Regions from separate parts of the Mus musculus genome. Here region 2 is linked to region 1. Evidence: chromatin contacts called from public promoter capture Hi-C data. All regions are on one chromosome and are shown on one strand. Each heading gives the region's core, a stretch centred on a gene start, on an enhancer-like site or on the middle of the called end of the contact. The rest is flanking DNA. Distances are from core to core; before and after follow the strand shown. Region 1 holds the start of Mertk (MER proto-oncogene tyrosine kinase). Region 2 holds the start of A730036I17Rik (RIKEN cDNA A730036I17 gene).

The links. Promoter capture Hi-C pulls out the DNA fragments that hold promoters and counts their contacts.
Region 2: a promoter capture Hi-C map of liver shows a contact between it and region 1, with 6 times the contacts expected there. The contact joins the promoter of A730036I17Rik here to the promoter of Mertk in region 1. A contact is called at or near these places in 12 of 39 promoter capture datasets (the 3T3-L1 cell line, the C10 cell line, the HPC-7 cell line and 7 more) and 1 of 115 datasets of contacts at active chromatin or transcription factors (neural tube).

The regions. Positions count from the first base shown.
Region 1 is chr2:128,695,476-128,700,672 of GRCm38.p6, reverse strand. Mertk (MER proto-oncogene tyrosine kinase) reads right to left here and starts at 1,758. Exons shown (of 19, transcript NM_008587.2): 1 at 1,570-1,758. The coding sequence starts at 1,627. It overlaps Gm39931 (a long non-coding RNA gene), which reads left to right and starts at 2,171. Exons shown (of 5, transcript XR_001783466.2): 1 at 2,171-2,259; 2 at 2,757-2,858.
Region 2 is chr2:129,215,775-129,220,469 of GRCm38.p6, reverse strand. A730036I17Rik (RIKEN cDNA A730036I17 gene) reads right to left here and starts at 1,501. Exons shown (of 5, transcript NR_045838.1): 1 at 1,072-1,501.

The DNA.
Region 1 (5,197 bases), core at 509-3,008:
TTAAGCCTTTCTACGGTTGTCTATGTCTGTCAGCTACAGAACTTCATCACACGTTTTCAAAACTTAGAAAATAAAGCATAGCAGGGCAGTGGTGGCACTCGCTCACCTTTAATCCCAGCACTTGGGAGGCAGAAGCAGGCGGATTTCTGAGTTCAAGGCCAGGCTGGTCTACAGAGTGAGTTCCAGGACAGCCAGGGCTACACGGAGAAGCCCTGTCTCGAAAACAAACAAACAAACAAACAAACAAAAACAAAAAGAAAATAAAGCATAGATTTAAAAATATCAAACAAAAGCTTTGGTTCCTATCACTCTTCCCATGCTTATGACAGTCACAGCCTCCAAAATGACGCGTGGCCTGCTAGGGCTAGTAGCAAAAGTATACCCGACTTTCAGCGGATTATTAAGAACAGTCCTGGCAGAAAGGCTGAGGAACTTTTGAGGGTTTAGTAATGGAGAATAGAGTGGTCTCAGTTCTTAGCTCGTTTTTTGGCTGTTGATGTTTGTTGCAAATTGTCACGTTGCCTCAAACTACAAATTGCTTATGTAATTTAATGTGCAAGGAAAGAATTGTTTAAAAAAGAAAAAGAAAAGAAAAGGAAAGAAAAGAAAAAAAAGCTCATTTGAGCAAATGAACTTTGAGAGGAAAAATGAGGTTTGTAGCTAAACCATAAACCAAACTTTCCTTAAAAGACAAACTTTAGTCTACCAGATTCAAGATCAAAGAGACAAAATTACACTCCGAATAGAAACAGATCTTTTAGGGCAGGAGCAATACCTGAAGGAACAATACCTGAAATGTGCTTGCTTATAGTAGTCTTCCAACCCCTCCTGCGTCTATTTCTTTTTGGAAAAACCTTGTTTTGTTTTCCCCCCAGCAGCTTCTTTACAAAGTGCCTCAGTGTCATCTGTTGGAGGAACCTGCCATACTTGTTTGCGCTAATCAATCCAGCATGTCAAATTGAACCGCTTGTGAGAGCACTTGTGGTCTGAGCACTTGTTTGTGCTACCCAAACAAAAAAGATTCCGCTCCACAGTAATAATAGTGAAAGGACCGTATCGTCCCCCTCGGCTTTTTGCAGGCTTCTTACACTCACAGACAGGCTGTCCCTACAAAGGAGGGCTAACACAATGTTCAGCAGAGCCCAGGGGAGAAGCCAGAACTAGTCTTTCCCTGGCGGGACACCTAGCCTCCAAGCAACGCCACGCGCTAACGGTGACATCCAACTTTTGCAGCTACTTATTGGTTCACGGCGTGGAATTACCTTGGAATCCTCGGTCTATGATTCGCAGAAACCCCGCCAAAGCTCGGCAAGGCTAGACAGTGTTGAGGGTAAAGTTCTTGGTGCATGCCACGCCAGACCTGAGTTGCATTTCTTAAAGGCTCAAACTTCGCTGCTCCCAGAGCGCCCAACCGGGCTTGAGGTCTTTCTCTGTGGTAATGGGAAGCTCTCGGTTCCCATCGGTTCTACTAAGACGTGCACCCCAAGACCCGGCTAGGGAGCCCCCATAACCCTCTACGGCTCGCTGGAATGAGTAGCAGCTCCCGGAGACCCTGCAACCTGCACTCACCTCCACTCCAGAGCGCGGGTAGCAGCAGCAGCCCCAGTAGCAGTGGGGCCAGAACCATCGCGGGGCCGCGGATCTGGCAGTTCTCTCCGGACAGATGCACGTATCCACCAACGTCCCAAACTCGCCAGTCGCCGAGGGCGCGTGCGAAGCGCCTCAGTCCCGGCCGCCCGGGCAGCAGGCGCCAGAGTGGCAGTGCGGAGTTGGGGATCGCAGGAGTCCTAAGTTAGAAGAGGCGGGCCCAGGGCTCAGGCCCGGGAGGGGCCAGCAGGTTGGAGTGGACAGGGGCGGGAAGGGGGAAGGGCAAAGAGAGCAAAGAAGGATGGAACTGGAGGAGGGGGCGGGAAGGGGAGGATCCAAGGACAAGCCCTAGGGAGGGTGGAGGGGCGGGGCAGAATGGAACTTGGGTCAACTCCAGCAGGTTAACCCCTGGCTTGAGTGTGTAGGAAATCTGGAAGGGAGGTGCTGGAGGAGATGGAACAGAGCTAAGGAGGGCCACCATCTTGAGCTAAAAGGACCGAGAGACGGAGAGGAAGGGGAGGGGGCTAAGAAAGAAAATAATCGGGAGGATGATCTCTGGCTACTTGGTTACATCAGAGGAATCTCACTCTGTATGGGTAGGTAGAAGGGATTGGAAAGGGTAGAGGCCGAATTTAGTGGAGAGCGACGGATGCAACTCCAAGACCTTTAAAGGTTAGTGGGTCCAGCTGCTTTGGAGGGGCAGCGATTCTGCAGTTCAGGCTCTACTGGCATAAGAGGTCCTAGCAGCTGCATTCCAGAGGCTGTGGCCGCCGTGGCAGCACACCCTGCTTGCCAGGTCCTCCCCCTGGCTACTGAAACGGAGTGCAAGAGCGGACCCTGGCGTCAAGATCTTGCAACCTCCACCCCAGAGGTTAGCTCGGGGAGAACTAAGCCGAATCCTGTAAGGAAAGAGTTTGAAACAGGGATGGAAGAAAGTGCTGTTACAGGAAAGGGTGGGAGGCCCAAACCACGGCATCAGATTGTGAATCTCAAAGAAACGGAAGGCGTATGAGGCTTTCTTAAAGGAAATAGAATGATTTGTTTTTCTTTGGAGATAAGATCACATTAGAGCCCAGAGTAAACCACCCTGATAAATTTAAAGTATTTATTACTGAAACTGAGGACAGACCCATACGCACTGTGATACAATAAGCTCCTTGCATCTCTAGCCCTGCAGGAGGACATCAAACCAGAAGCGCTGGATTAAACAGACCCTTGATTGGTGCTTGATGTGAAAGAGCCCAGTTTACTGTGGATGGTGCCATTCCCGGGTAGGTCATTCAGGGATGCATAAGAAAGCAAGCTGAGCAAGCCAGTAAGCAGTTCCTCTATGGTTTGTGCTTAAGTTCTGGCCTCCAGGTTCCTGCCTCGAATTCCTGTTCTGACTTTCCTTCATGATGCATTTCAACTGTAAGCTGAAATAAATTCCCAAGTAGCTTTTGGTCATCACAACAATAGAAATCTACGTAGGACAGACAGGGTCTTGCTATGCTACCTAGGCTGGACTTGAATTCCTGGTTGTGCAAATATTCCAGCCTTCTTAGTAGCTAGAACTGCACGTGTGTGCCACTAGGACTTGCTTAAATCTCACTTTTTTTTTTTCTTTTAAAGGCAAGGTCTAACTATTTAGCCCTAGCTGGAATGGAATTCACTATGTAAACCAGACTGGCCTCAAACTCACAGAGATCTATCTGCTCTGACTTCCATGTGCTAGATAGAATTAAAGGTGTGTGCTACCATGTTCAACACAAATGTGACTTTTTTTCTTTCTGGTTAATTACTTTAGTTTTATGTGTATGGGTGTTTTGACTGCATTCATGTGTATGCTGGGGTACCCATGGAGGTCTGAAGAGGGTGTTGGGTCTCCTAGAATGTAGTTGCAGATACTTGTGAGCTACCAGTTGGGTACTGTGAATTTAACACTGGTCCTCTGCAAGAGCAACAAGTGCTCTTAAGCACTGAGCCAACTTTCCAGCCGCAAATCTGTCTTTGTTAATGGGGCCTCCCTTGTACAGTACTGTTTTATAGGCTACTACCAATGCAGTAGGAATGAAGCACTGGCCATTTTATTAGATTCATAGATTTGGACAGAGGAAATGGATTGTCTTTTCTCTGTGGCCTCTCTGTCTGTGACCTTGAGTATCTAGCACCTGGAGTGACCCCAGCGGGAAGGGACCTGAGAATCTGTGGCCTGGCTTTGTACATCTGCAGTACTGGAACACAGCCATCATAGGCAATATTATCTCTGTGGTTTTGTGCTGAAGTGGCAGAGCAGAATAGTCGTTACAGAGATTGTATGGTTCACAAAGCCATATAATCCAGCCCTTTACATAACCAGCCAAGCCCTGAACTAAAGGTTAGTTCATTTACATAGCTGCTGCCTGCACTGGCATGATTTGGAGACAAGGACTTTGGACCAAAGGATCTAGACAAGCTTAGAGGAAGTCTGGCATGGGAGCTCAGAGCTCCAAGAGTGAGCAATCCAGTGAGCAAGGTAGACCGCTGCTGTGTGGTGCTGAGTGACCTAGCCAGAGGTCAAGTGGCTCTCAGGGTGAAAGCAATGTCAAGCCATACTTGAAGCCGCACACCATAAACTCTTCATGAGAGATGTGTCAAAGAGCTTGCAGTTATGCTTGCACACCTCCACAAACATGCAAACAGAGCTAAAATTTAAAAGCTGCATGCCGGCATATAGCGTTACTTACTATACATCCAAATGAAATTGTAATTTTATCACTGCATTTCTTTTTACCAAACTATGTGAAGAGAAATGTGAGAAAAAATAGAATCAGACTCTATTTTCTATATCTATTTCCATGTTTGTAGAGTACCCAGTGGACAGCATTCATGCAATTTTAGCAGGGCAACAATGACCTGGAACCCATATCTCAGTGACACTCTGTAGCCTAGAGCTTTAGAGCTACTGTTGTTTCTTCATTATTATTGTTGTTTGTTTTTTGGGGGGGTTTTTTGTTTTGTTTTTTTGATTTTTCAACAAAGCATTTCTCTGTGCAGATCTGGCTGTCCTGGAACTGGCTCTGTAGACTAGGCTAGCCTCGAACTCAGAGATCCACCTGTCCCTGCCTCCCAAGTACTGGGATTAAAGGCATACATCAACACCCAACAGCTAGATCTACTGTTTATTAACTAGCCAAAGGAGAGATTATCCAGGGCCTGCAGCATTGTTTATTCAGGGCCAGAGAGGATAACTTCTATTGATTCAAGTTTAGCTGCTTATAACCAACATAAAGTGTGAGCATAATCTATTTATTAGCCATGTTTAATATATCGGTGACATGGCTGGAGACTTTCAATCGAAGACCTAATTGTGCCAGACCATTCATGAAAGGTTAAGACATGCTTCAATGAATGACACCTCTCCCTTTCTTTGAGATAGGCTCTCCTGCATCTTAAATTCTATTCAAGTTTGCTTTATAGTTGAAGATGACCTTGAATTTCAGGTCCTTGTGCCTCATTTCTCTAGTGCTAGGATTACAGATGTGTACCACTCTACCTGGCTTTGTGTGGAGCTGAGGATCAAACCCAGGGCTTGTTGTGCTTGTTAAGTCCCAGGCCCATGACATCACTCTAAACTGGAACCTGCTCTGTA
Region 2 (4,695 bases), core at 252-2,751, 520 kb before region 1:
ATGTTAAAAATAGAACCAGAAAGAAAGGAAGATCCTGTCTTTGTACCCTGATCATTCTGGAGCTGTTATAACAGACTGAGATTTCTTGTGCTGGGGAGAGAAATAAACCATCTTCATTTCTTCATATCATTCACAGCTCAACCTAAACTGAGGCAATTCAAGGTCATATACTCATAGCTCAGACTTGAGATGAAGTTACCAGTTCAGAAAACCTGCTTGTCACATCACACAGTCAAAGTAAGATGCCCGGAGAATCAGTGCCTAGTAGACTATTACCTTGCCGGGAGAATTGCAAAGCCAGGCAAGCTTGTAATCTCAGTAGCTAGGAAGCTGAGGCCCAAGACACAAGACCAGCCTGAGAGACACAGCAAAACCTCGGGAGGAAGAAGAGGAAAGCAGGAAGGGGGCAACGAAGGCAGAAGCAGCTGCTGCAAAAGCCTGTTCGGAGAGTAGCAGCCTCTCAGAAACATGACAGAGAAGGCTGAGGTCATTGACCAGATCACATGCATCATTTTATTTAATCCTCATGAAAACCCTGGGATGTCAGTGGTGTTGTCATCCCCATCTTTTGGATGAACAACGGACATATCAATGAATGAGTTAGCCTCCTGGGTCACCCAACTGTAAGTGGTAGAGCTGGAGAGTGAGCCCAGACATGTCCGGGCCCAAAGCCTGTACTTCTCAGCCTACAGGCCGCACAGGGGAGGCATACCACTGACAGCAAGACCGCTACTTCCACAGGAAGCTCTGAGAGCAAAGCCTTCCTCTACTGTAGATGGTGTTTCTACATACGAAGAGATAGAGCCATCTAAAGCAGTGGTTCTTAGACTGTGGGTTGAGACCCTTTTAGAGCTGAAGGACCCTTTTACAAGGATCACCTAAGACCATCAGAAAACACAGACATTCGTAACAGTAACAACATTACAGGTAAGAGTTAAGTAGCAACAAAAATAACTTTAGGGTTGAGGGTCACCACCGCATAAGAAACTGTGTTAAAGGGCGGCATCATTAGGAAGGTTAAGAACCACTGCTCTAAAGGAAAACCAGATTCTAAACACAAACACTACTTACCCGCTCTCTGCTCCCATGCTGACTTGAGTCTCAAAATGCTGGTGAGGTTGAACACATGGAGGCCAACGGAGAGCTTGCCAGGAGACAGACAAGATGTCAGGTAAAAGAAAATTACCTTCATTCCAGATCAATAAGGTGCATGTAAGATTCATCATGGGACTGTTCAACTAATATTGATTAGTATTCCCAAGAGCTGGCTCCCCAAACATTTTAATAGAAATTAAATTTAATAAAGACTCCTAGGACAACCCAGAAGTCAATTGGTATATATTTTCAGACCAGAGGACATTCTCCAGTGGTTCTTTATACAGTATAGGCTCTCTCTGGGACCCTGAAAGGTCTATTGTCCTTCACACTAAACTACAAAATACTAGTTCACTTGAAGAACTGAACTGGGAATCCAGCTGCCAGCCGTTATTGTGCAAAGCAGGACACAGTGAGTTGAAAATTATATTTTTCCAATTAGCACAGTGGGAAACACTGTGAAGCATTCAGCTCCAGCCTGCAATTAGAGAACATTTGCTTCCAGAAATAGAATGAATGGAAGTGGAGACCTGCTATCTAGGTCTTCAGCAATAATATCCCAGTCAGGGAGACCTGCTACCATTTCCCAGCAAATAACCATCTCACTCTTTTTAAAAAGAAGCATTCTGCACTGCACCACAGTGTACTCAGCAGGGACCAACCACTCAACACCATCCCCGGCTGTAACAGCCCAGTCTTCTGGAAGGCAAGTACTACCCGTGAGCAGCCTGTGTTTCATTTCACAGCCGCAAGTATACTCCACCACAAAAGTAGGTTTGGTAGTAGCATCTTCACACTCTCCATTGATGCCCAGCTGCCTGACCCTTCTCAGCCCTCAGAATTTTCTTGTCTCTCACATGAAACAGCAAAAGTGTAGGAGATGAGGAGATCGCTCCGTGGGCAAGGCATTTGCTGCAGAAGCCTGAGGACCTGGGTTCAGATTCCTAGCACCCACATAGAAGCCGAGCACAGCAATGCGTGTCTACGGCCACTCGGAGGAGGGACACACAGGTAGATCACCTGGGGCTTGCTGGCCAGCCAACCTCATTGAAATAGCAAACTTCAGGTTCTGAGAGACCCTGACTCAAAAAGGAAGTTTGACGGCAATAGAGGTAGACACCTAGGGACCTCTGACCTCCATACATGCACACATGCACAGATAAAGAAAGAAGAAAACAAGAAAAGCAGGCATTTAAAGAATTAAGGTTTCTTAGACCAGGTAAAGATTGAGGCAGATCAGCAGTAGGATAGAGTGGATGCAGTGACCTTATTAAGAAGGGCAAAGCACTAAACAAGGCTTTAGTGAAAGCAAGGGCAGGACATGGTAATTAAGATGCGTGCAAACATCCTATGTTACAGAAGAGGGGAGGCTCAGCAGAGCAGGCACTCCGTTTCGTGAGGTCTTACAAAGAACACCAGAGCATTTACTGAGCAAGCCTTAATGGGCCACCTTTGCTCTGCCAGCACTTTATACTGCCTGGAGGTGAAAGCGTAAGGCGGCAGAGGAGAGCAGACATTTTTATTTGCTGCCGAGCAGGTAATAAAGATTGAAAACCTGGCGTGGCCCAGCGTGGCCTACCTTGCAACACTTAAGGCCACTTGCAAATGAGCAGTGGCAGGATTGTGTAGTGTGTGTCTCTTAGGACAGGAAGCTTACTGGTGACAGTGATTCAGGACTGACATTCATTCTAGAATGAAGCCGTCTGACTTCCAGACTCCAAGGGGGCTTACCAAGAATAAACAACTCAGGGGTGAGGGAAAGGGAATGGGAGGGGTTAGAGGCAAGTCAACCAAGACTAAAAATGCACAGGAAGGAAGCCCTGTGCAAACCCACTACTTCATATGCTATGATTTTTATTTTTTGTTTGCTTTTGTTTTGTTGAGACAAGGTTTCTCTGTGTAGCCCTTGGCTGTCTTGGAACTCTTTTGATCAGGTTGGCCTCAAACTCAGAGATCCACCTGTCTCTGCCTCAATTGCTGGGATTAAAAGAAAGGCATGTGCCACCACAGCCCAGCCTTAAAATATATTTTAATTGAAATAGTAACATCACTTCCGCCTCTATTTCCTCCCTCCAGCCCCTCCCCTGCCCCCCAACTCTCAAGCTGAGAGCCTGTTTTTATGTGATTATTAGTGAGTACATGTCTATGTATGTGTATATACATACACAAATATGTAAATACAACCTGCTGAGTCCTTTTTTTTTTTAATGTATATAATTTCAGGGCTAATCATTCTAGATCGGACAACCAATAAGGGGATTCATTCCTGGGAGAGGCCAGTCCTCCTTTCTCCCAGCAGTCAATAGTTACTTATACTTCTTTGTCTAGGGAGTGGGACAAAGCAGAAATTGTCCATTGATATTGCCCTTGTTCTGGTCTTTTTTATATTTCACAGCAGACTTGATGGAATTCCAGCTCTCACAATCTTTCCACCCCCTCTTCCGCAATGTCCCCTGAGCCACGGATGCCGGAGCTGTGGTGTGGATGAACTCACTGGGGCCTGGGTTCCTCACATCCTTGATCTCTACATGTGTCCAGTTGCAGTTCTGTTATGGTTGCCTTTTGCTGTAAAAGGAGGCTTCCTTGATGAGGAGTGGGAGCTACACTTTCCTGTGCAAGCAGGATAAGCTTTAGAATGTAGTAAGGAACTGTGCTGGTCTAGCAAGCTGATGGCAGTAGACTCTCTTCTAAGGCCCCTGACCACACTAGGCCCAAGAAGCTGGCTAGGTATAATTTCTATAGAGGGAGTTTGAATGGAGACACCAGGCATGGATGGTGAATGATGCTACTCCTACAAACCATGGATTATTAAACAAAGATCCAGCTACCTCCCTATGAGTTGTCGCTCACAGAGGCCACAGAGGTCTCCAAAGCAGTACAAACTATGACTGTTGCTCCTGACTACTGTCTAGAACTTACCTACTGCTGAAGACACTACATAGGTCAGTTGTAGGACATCAAGCTAGGACTGACCTGGAAGTGCCTTCTACTGGGTGCTTTCATACTGTTAGAAGGTGCTATGCAGCCCACTGGAGAAGCCATCACTCTTCCTCCAGAGTTGGATCCTGGGTGTTACAACACCAACCTGCCAGGCAAGGTGTGCCTGTTGGTACATCCGTGGCATGAGGATTATGGAAGTTTTTAAACAACAACTTTCTGACTGAGGTTAATGCTACAGGAGGGAGAATAAATGTCTGGTACTATACCCTTGCCCAAGAGCCTATGGCCGAAGAGGTCATAGACCCAAGGTAGGAATCTCCTACTGTGATTCAAGTCATGGACAAGTTGTCAGAATGCCTTCTAAGCATTTGGCTGACACCCATAGATCTGTGCTACGCTCAGCCTTGATCGGTGAAGCTGTTTTGCAGTGGACAGCAGTTAATGCAGAGATTCACAATTAGGCAAAGTGCTAAGAATAAATAACTACTAAGTTCTCCACTCTAAATGAGACATGGTTGGAGGGTGGAGAGGAGTGCCATAAAATGCTGTCTTCTGCACGAGTTCCCAGTACTGTGGTTACCTGCAGAGTGCCATGCAGCAGTCCAGCATGAATATGGGAAGGGACATGAGGCTCCACCCCTAGCTGAGGGGCTCCTGGCA